Linked DNA regions of Triticum aestivum: region 1 is linked to region 2. A link is a contact called in public Hi-C data. All regions are on one chromosome and are shown on one strand. The core of a region is the stretch at or near the end of the contact, and the rest is flanking DNA. Distances in the headings are between cores, read along the strand shown. Region 1 holds the start of LOC123138257. Region 2 holds the start of LOC123138254.

Evidence for each region. A called contact is a pair of places that touch in the nucleus more often than the background predicts.
Region 1: a contact with region 2 is called in a Hi-C map of leaf, with 4 times the contacts expected there. The contact joins the promoter of LOC123138257 here to the promoter of LOC123138254 in region 2. A contact is called at or near these places in 2 of 5 Hi-C or Micro-C datasets (both in leaf).

The regions. Positions count from the first base shown.
Region 1 is chr6B:604,349,577-604,354,818 of IWGSC CS RefSeq v2.1, forward strand. LOC123138257 reads right to left here and starts at 3,749. Exons shown (of 5, transcript XM_044558198.1): 1 at 3,046-3,749; 2 at 1,498-1,866; 3 at 1-1,423. The coding sequence starts at 3,306.
Region 2 is chr6B:603,691,790-603,696,626 of IWGSC CS RefSeq v2.1, forward strand. It overlaps LOC123138254, which reads right to left and starts at 3,114. Exons shown (of 4, transcript XM_044558195.1): 1 at 2,458-3,114. The coding sequence starts at 2,694.

The sequences.
Region 1 (5,242 bases), core at 2,499-4,998, 660 kb after region 2:
AGCCTCCGCTCACACTTCTAGCAGGACTACGGCTAGGATTTGGAAAGCGGACAATCAACCTATGGCCATTACTGTTATTATCAGAAGGTGTGTCGCCTCCTTTTTCAGACGCCATTCCAGATTGTGATGATTTTTCCTGGAACGACGAACGATCGAGTGAGGCAGATCTTCCCGCAGTAGCTTCTTTTTGTATCCCAGAACCAAGACGGACACTGTTTGCCCTTCGATGGACGCGTGAAGAGCTCCCGGAAGTTTTACTAGCATTGCCAGAAGCAGCAGTAGAACTTCTCGCATCCTCCTTCCAAGGAGAACCAAATGTTCTTGCATGATCACTGGAGCATGAGTGACTGTTGTTCAGTGATTGGCTTGAACTGCTGCTTTTCTCCTCTTTCACTGTTGGCAACTCAGAACCACCAGCCGATTTGCAGGGTGGATCCTTCGAGTTGGTTGCAAAATTTGCAGGCTGCATGTGTTGCAACTTTGAAGAGCAGGAAGTGAGCGGATTCGACTTCGTAACAGCATCGGATGCACCAGGTTTAGCTGTCCGAGATACTGGGTTTTTCGGACTGGCCTCACTTGAGGCGCTTCGTCTGTTTCCACCATTAGAAACTTCTGCAGCGCCCCCTTTCCCTGACCAGGAAACAGCTTGACCAGATACTAAAGGTTTGGCTTCATTTGACTTCATTTCAGCATCAACACGCTTTTTCCAGTTTTCAACAAGACACTTCGCCCTCTTCTGTATCTCAGCACTTTTATGGCTACGCAGATGATTGACAGATTTCCCAATACTGCAACTCTGCAAGGCATTCAAATTGATAGGCAATCTTGAGAGAGCACGGAGCAGGGCCATGAGAAATTCTTCAACACGCTTATCAGTTTCTTTAGGACTACCCCCTTCACCAGACTTCCCCTTGTGAGTTTCCTGAAGCCACTCATTCAAAATAGGAAGGCCCCTTAGCTGCACAAATCTCCCGAGGCAAACAGGACTTTCTGTAGCTGAAATAATATGTGCAAGTGCTACTCGACCACCAAGGTCTATCTTCCGTTCAGTTCGATCAACTTGCATGAACTGGACTAGCTTCTCGACTGCTTCAGCATGAGGAAGCCCGCCTTTGTCTGTGAACTTCGCAATAAACTTTGTAAATGCATGCTTCATATTTTCTGCCTTTAAGTTCCCCAGTTCACCTTCTTCGACCTTAAGGGGACGATCACGGTCTCGCGTAGCTGGATCAATTCCTTGCTCAACTCTGTCCCTCTTCTTTCCTTTAGATAAAATACAATTTTGTCCATCATCCAAACCGGCCTTCTGCTGGGCAGATGACGGACTATTTAGCCGCTTCGGTGAGCGTCCACCTGACTGTACTGCAGCATGCATTTCTAACCTTGTTCTATGCAGAAGTCGATTTACTTCTTCCTGCCGTTCCTGGTTGTAAGACGCACACATAAGCCACAGAATATATAACACAGAAAAAAGAGGAAGGTAACTATAGCACTTACATTAATATAGTCTTTGTCGGTAAGCCACCATAAACACTTGTTGTCAATATCATATACACGCCGACACACAAATGAAGAAATTCCGGCTGGCAGCTCGACGCCTTTGCGTAAAAAGGCAACTTTGCAAGGATGTAGTAGAGAGACAGCAGATGTCTCGTCCTGGTGGAATGAATAGAAGATCTCGTTTGGTGCAGCGTTGAGCGGTATTGCCTTGTTAAGTTTGACGTCAGCAGATCTATAGAGCCAACTTACACGTAACTTAGGAAAGCCTTCTTCTTTTTTCTCAATCCAGCGTATTAACCCAATGAAAGGAGGAACATCAACAGCCTGAAAAAGTGCACAATCTCCAACACGAAATTCACGCCCGTCCTGTAAAGCAAATTTATACTTTTGTTAATCGTCAAGAAACATAAACATCTTCATGTCACATGGATAACTATGAAGGAGAACGTGTAACGCTCGGAGAACACGTCAAAGCAAGAAGCACAGTTAAGCATAACTGAACCAAAAATAGAAAAAAAAAATAACTCTCCGTGCAACAGCCAAACAGCTAAAAAAGTACTCCCTCCATCCCATAATGTAAGACGTTTTTTGACACTACACTAATGTCACAAAGCGTCTTACATTATGGGACGGAGTAGTAGTTGATTATCTACACGTGTCGGGTTGCAAAGGTAGCAAACATTAGTGCGACAACATATATTTCCTTAAGCTGCCAAAGGCGGAAAAAACGTTCCAGATGAGGCATGCTTCAAATCTTAATGTCAAATACACTGACTCAACGAATTAATGCACATCAAGCATGAAATAAAACATTCATAATCAAATTGCAATGGCTTACGAAAATGGATAGTACCTAACCATTAGAGCACAAAATCTGAAATTTCCATGATGATTTTTAGGCAATGTACAAAATGCTCACAACCAAGTCTGAGGTTTGTTTTCTTCATTTCTCCTATTTTCCTTGTTTAAATGGAAGATAATTCCTTATTGCCACCTTGTATTAGATTAGCAAACAAAAATAAAGCAACCAGGGATATAGAAACAGTTGGCAAAATACGTTATCTTAATGAAGTCATGAACACGACACGACTTGCACCATACGTAAACACCTTCGAATTGTATAGCTTCACCATCCAATAGACCAACGACACGCTCCAAACAATTCTTATCATGCAAGCAACAACGCGACATCTTCGACACGCCTTTACATGTGGAGTGCCAGAATTCTCACAATGAGGTGCCAAACTCCAACCATACAAAAAAAAATCTCGTTGCACCATTTAGAAGATAGCTAGGCCATTATCACCAAACGCACAACCAGCCGGCACAGATGATGTATATGTAAACTCAGCCAGGAGCATGGCAGCAACCCGAGACTACGGTAACCTCTCAACCAGGCAACAAATTCTAGTTACTTTCCATAGATTAAGTTTTGGAAGCAGAAATGATAGCCATCTGATGACTTGAGCAGCAAACTGAATTTGGTCTAAATCTGGCGGAGCTTAGCAAATCCCAAAGTGATATATCCACCAAAGTATGAGGCACCTTTAGGAAGGAGTCTGCTGAGGGCGGACGGGGTGAATCGGCGGCCTCCTGCTTGTGGGGTGCCGCCGGGGGAGTCGTCGGTGCGGGTGGATAAGAGGTCGTCCGGAGCGGTGGAAGAGACGAGCGGGGAGGAGGAGGAGGGGAGGCTGGTCCCTTTGCCGGTGGTGGAGCTGCCTCTACGCGAGTTGCCGGCCACATGTGCCGGACGAAAGGACGCCGGTCGCCGCACCCCTCACCGCAGCCTTGGCGCCGCCCATGCATAGCCGCGCATCTTCCCAGCCGCCGATCCCTCCTGGCCGAGTCCTCCCGGCGCCGCGCTGCACCATCACCAGATCACCGCTGCCGCAGGCACCGGCGGTAACCCTAGCTCGGATCCGCGGGGCCTCCCTCCATGCGCCTCCGGATCACCCGAATTCGGCCGATTCCGACGCAACGCCTGCCCGGGGGCCGCGGATCGGGGTTCGAATTCGATCGAATCGGCTCCGGCCGCGGGGAGATTTGATCGGGAATTTGGGGATTCGGGGGTGTCCGGTCCGAGAACGGGCGTCGGTCTCGATCTACGGCGAGGCGGTGGCGATGGTGGCGAAGGGGAGAGAGAAGGAAATGGCGATTTGGGGGCAGATTTGGAGGAGAGAGATGGTTATGTGGAGCACGGCACGCACAGACGGAGATGAGGAAGAGAAAGAGAAGAGCGGATGCGGGGGGCGAGGGAGGGAGAGAGAGGAAAGAGGCAGGGGCATTTCCGGCATTTCCGCCAACCGCGCACGAAGATCCCCTGCGCAGTGCGGGGCGCCGCATGAGCGAGGCCTGCGCCGCCTGTGCTGCTGCTACGTGCGGTCGCGCTCCGCCCGCCGGGTGTCGCTGAGCGGTGGGTCACTGTTGACTCGCGGTGGGCGGGGTCGGGGTGGCCGTAGCGATTCCTGCGGGCGCTGACGTGTATGTGGTGGGTGGACTCGGACAAGTGGTCTGGGCCGCGCGCGCCTGGCTCGAGGTCGCTGGTGTGCCACTGACGTCCGGATCCGGACGGGGCGGGCCCCGGGCGGTGATGGGGTGGGTGGGTGGGGGTTCGGGTGGGATCGGGCTGCGACGCGCCGTGCAAGGCGGGGCGGGGGAGGACGGCACGGCAACGGCCACAGATGCGCCACGACCGCGTGTCGCTGGCGTGTGGGGCGCCCGCTGGCTGGTAGCGATCCTCGTCGGTCCCACCCGTGGTTTTTTTTTTCTCTTTGACATGGACACCCGTGGGTTTCTGACTGAAAGTGGAGGGAGGGCCGGGGTGAAACCGACTCGGGCACGTGGACGTTCGTGTTGTTTCGCCAGGAGTGGAAATGGGCCGGGCCCTCCGCGGTTGCCGGATTCGTGTCGGCGCCTCTGCCGGGCTCCTGCCGCCGTGTTTGCTCGCGTTCGTGTATCAGGGGGATGGGTAAGTTCCGTGCTGTCTTGTAGTGACCCGTCTTCCTCGGATCCGGCGAGCTCCACCGGCAATGAAGCGGATGCAGCGCCGATGGCGATGCGCTCTTGTTTACCGGCCATCGTCGGCTCCGAAGGACGGAAGTAGTCTGTAGGTTTTACCGCATGAGCAAAATTGTCACAAAAAGTAACACGACAGATGTAAAATGCCATGTTAGTGTATCTCCAACGCTGACTCATAAATTTTCTCCGGCATCTGTCTGCAAACAGGGGAATCAGTCCATAGATATGATGTTGGAGTCCGCTATCCAATGTTGGCCGCATTGCATTTCAATAACTTTTTGAACCAACCGACTGAAATTCGTGCAAACATGGCGGATTTCATACAAAGCGGACGAAAACATTTATATTTTGGACGTATTTTAACTGAAAAGGTAAAACTATATGCATGTCGGTCGTACGGAGCTCCATTCCCACGACATGGGTACACTAGTCTACGGCCGACCACGACGGATATCTTTGTCTTCCCCATGTCCGGCAGCCCGCTCTCTTCCCTATGTCCGGTTGCGTCGCTCGTCGGAGTGGCAAAGGGGTACTTCAACCAGAGGGGAAGGGTACCTGCTCCGCTTTCGTAAAGCCGATGCGGGGCTCGATGAGCCCCGGTATATTCTTCCCCAATATCTTCCCTATGTTCGGCTACGCCGCTCATCGGAGTGGCAAAGGGGGTGCTTCAGCCGGAGGGGAAGGGTGCCTACTCCACTTTCGTGAAGCAGAGGCGGGGATCGAT
Region 2 (4,837 bases), core at 1,864-4,363:
GTGGGAGGAGTTTCTCAGCTACCACATGCACTCCTAGCCAACCCGGACAACCAGCCCGAGGACCCAAGGGCTCCTCCAGAGCCTTCAACGTTATCCTACACCTCCTGACGGCCTTTCCCTCACCGCAAAACATTGCCCGTTGAGACCGACTAGTTGTTTGACGATGATAACCGAAGGAATCAAGCCTGGGTGGCCTGAGACTCGATGCCCAGAGCACGCCATCTCCGCCATCTTCTGTCGCCAACCTACAAACCTTGTCATCTAGCTTTGCATAGACCTGGGAAGCCCTCTACCGCCATCACTACATTCATCTTCTCCGCTTCCGGTGGAGCGCCGCCACACCACGATCTCCTTGCCTAGTGCTCCTCTGGAGCTGCCGGCGCGCCCCCTCTGAGCCTCACATCCTCAAGCCTTCACCCCTACAAGACACAGCTCCGCCGGCTGCTTTTGCACTGCTTAGCCTCTCCCTCTATAGTTGATTCCCATCGCAGCTGTCATCGCTCGCCACTACCTTGTTCTCGGGCTGCCAAGCTCCCCGACCTCGCACGACCCCTCCTCCGTTGTTGCCGCTTCCGCACATTCCCAAGTCATTGCCAACATGCCCACGCGTTCGCCGGAGTTCAAACTACATTGTGTAGGGCTAGCAAGTGGGTAGCCTGCTATTTGCCTAATGAGTTTAGGATAATCAGAGAACTGCACATTTACTTGAGCTATCTACATGAGGGGCAAAAATGTCTTTTCACTTACTCACTTAACATTGCTAGTGGGCAAAATGGACGAAAATGTCATATAGAGAACCTAGTGTCATATTATTAGGTAGGAAATGATTTTTTGGGCCAAATCAGGAAGAACATTTTAGGAAAGGGCCAAATAAGAATTATCTCGGAAAAAAACAGCAATTTGGCATATCCAAGCTGCTAAACCACAAAATCTCTACCTAATCAAGCTATCTTCTTGGTGTAAATCTGTAGAACAGCGAAAATATCCTTTGGCGAGATCAGAAAGCATAGACCCTGTTCAAGATCTAATCACACCATTACGACCTCTGTTATATTTTCTGGATGTTATTTCACAATAGACCACAGCAACACCATGATTTAGATTATTTCCTCATAAGTGAGGTGTAATAACATTTATAGTAATTCAGACGAAGCTAATGAACATTAAGTGATGGACCCAACAAACAGTTGGAAGACGGCCAGCAAGTAAAATGTCCTATCTGTACAGCTTGGGCAAGTGAGTTCTTTTTTGCCAGACTTGTCGATCTGCAACAATAACCAGCATATACAAACCTAGAAAAACTTTTTTCTAAAAAAGAAAATTATAAACTTATAATGCATCACGGAGCACAACAGCCAGAGTAAACAGCAGAAGGAGATTTCAATATACCCACGTTTTAGGTCTGGTCTCCTTTTTTTCTTCTTTTTTTCCTACTTTGGAATATAAGCTCAATAATCAGCAACTGTTTAGGAATTTCCTAGTATGTAATGCATCAGCAAAACAAACAATAATTAAAGATGTGCAAACAGAAGGTAAACCACATCTTTGTGGCAATCCAGCATAAGCAATGCATGGCTTACCATGAAACCCGTACATCCACACCAATAACCAACGTAATGTTTCTAAAATGCCTTAAACAGCATTTTATCACTTCCCATACCAACAGCAAATTATATGCTCAAAGTAAGTTTTAACATGCACGCCGACGCAGCTCTTAGCATGTTAGCACCTCGTGCTAGCACACTGTTCAAATAACCAGCTTTCCAATCAGCTTGAGCTTTTGGGTGAACTGGCCAGTGCGTGCAATTCAATACAGCATCAGAGACAAAAAGGTCTCAAGATCAAGACCTGCAGGCCACATAGGTCCCAAGTTAAGGTATAAAAGAGCCTAGACCTGATGGGAGTGTCGAAATATATTGACCAGCTTTCCCCCTCAGCTCAAACTTTTGGGTGGAATGATCAGTGCATGCCATTCAAATAGATGCAACTCAAGTTTAGACAGCACATGATTTCCTTACATGTTGGAGACCACTATCTCTAATTCCCTAGGTCCAAGAGGCAGCAGTCTAGTTACAGTATACAGATGACAATTTTCAAGCAGAAGCAGGACAACAATTACGATATTGCAGAATTATATTGACCGCCTTCCCCCCTCAGCTTGAGCCTTTGGGTGAAATGGTTGGTGAATTCAATTCACTAAGTATCCGAGACAAGAAGTCTCGTGGATGCACTATGGATAAAATAGTTATGGCCTACAATCTGAGAGGCAGAGTATTGAAATATATTGATCGACTTCCCCTTGAGCTTTTGGGCGAACCTGTTTTACCAACACATGGTTTCCTTAAGCGAGCAAAGCAATCTCCAGTTACAGCATATAGATGAAAATTTTCAAGCAGAAGCAGAACAACAATTACGATAGTGGCAAATTCCAAAGCGTATTCCCATCAGATGAGGCACCTTTACGAAGAAGTCAGGTGACACCGGCCGGGGAGAACGGACGACCTGCTGCTGCTGCTTCCGCGGCGTGGCTGGGGGAGTCGTCGGCACCGGTGGGTGGGAGGCTGTCAGCGGTGGAAGGGCACACGAGCCGGAAGGAGTGGGAGGAGAAGGTCCGTGCGCCGATGCTGGAGCTGCTGCCTCTACGCGAGCTGCCGGCCACATGTGCCGAACGAGAAGCCGCTCACCGCCGCGCATGGCCCCGCATCGACCCCTCCTCGCCGGCTGCCGGCGCCGCGCCGCACCATCACCGGATCGCCACCGCCGGCGGTAAACCCTAGCTAGCTCCGAAACCCTAGATCCGCGGGGGCTCCGTCCGGGCCGCCCGAGCCCGCGCCGAACCCGCGCCTGTGGAGGAGAGACGCACGCCGGAGACGGCGGGCCTCGGCGCGGTCGAATTCGAGCCGGAATCCGGTCCGATTGCGCGCAGGGCCGGCGCGAGAATTGGGGGTTTGGGGGTGGGGTCGGAGGGGCGGGGGCGCGGGGCGGGGCGGGCGAGGGGGGTTCGGGCGCGATCCGAGGCGGGGTGGGGGAGAAAAAAACGGCGATTTGGGGCGGAGTGAGGGGTGAGGGATCGCGGCAGAGACGGCGCGCGAGGTCGAGGGGAGAGATGGGATGGGGGATTGGGATGCGGGCTTGTGCTGCTGGGTGGAGTGGGAGGGGACGGGGGAGCAGGGGCATTTCTGACAGTTTATTACGTTCGGCGCATGCGTTGCTCGGTGCGGCTGGCTCACGCTCTCTGACCTGCCTGCCGCAGTCGCTGCGGGTGGGCCACTGTTTTGACTTGTTAGCGGGGGAAGCGGTGTCGACGTGTTGCAGCGCCCATGATACTCTTACAGATGCGGCAAGTCTCGGTTGGCCGGCTGCCGGACAGTCGGCAGTTCACCGGTCGGCCCATTTTTTATTTTTAATAAATGTGTTCCGCAACTCCTGCTGGCGAATCCGGTCCAAGGTTGTGAAGCGAAAGCAAGCGTCGGAGTTGATCACACAGAGGACAGGAGGTGCATCGTTTCGCACACGTCGTTCACGAGCCAGATCGAAACGAAACGCACACGCCAAACCTAACACTCAGGCACTCGGCCAAACCTAGCACGGCGGCGGCGGCTGGCCATGAGGACGAGACGTTTGACGAAGGGGGGCGGTGTCGACCAAGCAGATGGTCGGGCGTTGCCGCGCCGGGCGCACCGCCCAGGGAGCCACTTCTGCAGGGAGCGACGGCTGGGGGTGGGGGCTAGCGGGTTGCGTCAAGGAGCGACGGCGCAACCACATAGCAGCACGGGACATCATCGGTCCTCTGGGGCTCTGGGCAGCGTCGCAGCGAGCTTCACGTCCATCACGACCGTCGACCGGTGCAGTGTTTGGTCGCGTTTGTCATCAGCGGAGAATGGAGAGAAAAAGGAAAGAGGCTAGCAAAGCCAATTTAAAGGGGGAGGAAGAGGTATATCTTTGTGAAATTGAACAATTTATATCATGCAATTGTAGTGATTTCAGTCTTTCAGTGGTAATTTGGTGTTGTGAATTGCGGATTTGACAAAAAAATCGATGTACTTGGTAGTGGCAGCAACTCGAATCCAAGCACGCACAGAAGTGTTAATGTTTCGGCACATGCCAACTCGAATCGGGATCAAGTAAATTCCGTGGAAGTTGAGCACGGAAAATTTCATTTGTGCATTGTTAGTGTGTATTGACTGTTTGCATCGAAAAAACTTTGCTTAAGATTCCGCCCCACCTTAATTTTTTTCATCCTCCGCCTCTGACTATAGGGATGGGGGATAAGTGCTTGAGGCAATGAATCTCACAGTGAGTACTAGGGGTACAAATAAGGGTTGATCCTAGCTACGACATAGGTGTGACACTTGGATTTTACGAGTTCAGGCCCCTCATGGAGAGGTAAAAGCCCTACGTCTCGCTCCCATTAAGGCTACGTTAAAAGAGAGATGAAAGAGGGAATTATTGTAGGCGTTACTCGTAACTGCTGCCATAACTACACTTGAAGCCTAGCGTTAGCTCCTTGAATGTTGCAGGTCGTGCGACCCGTTCGCCTTCCATGTTCGAATGTTGGCAAGCTTGGCCGACTGGCGGTTGAACATCCGAGTGAGATCTCTCCATTCGAATGGATGGACTTCATCCGAGTGGATATTCAGAAATGGGCATCCAAATGCACCTATGCTTCAAGAACCTTACAATGATGGTGTGGGACATCCTAGGCAGGCCCAGGATGTCAGGTCCTTGACCTTACCCTTAGTAGGTGATCCCATAATTAGCCCCCAAATCGGTTGAGGTTTCGTAGGACGAATTAGCTGAACTCTTGACTAGGGTCGAGTGCTACGGAAGTGCTCAG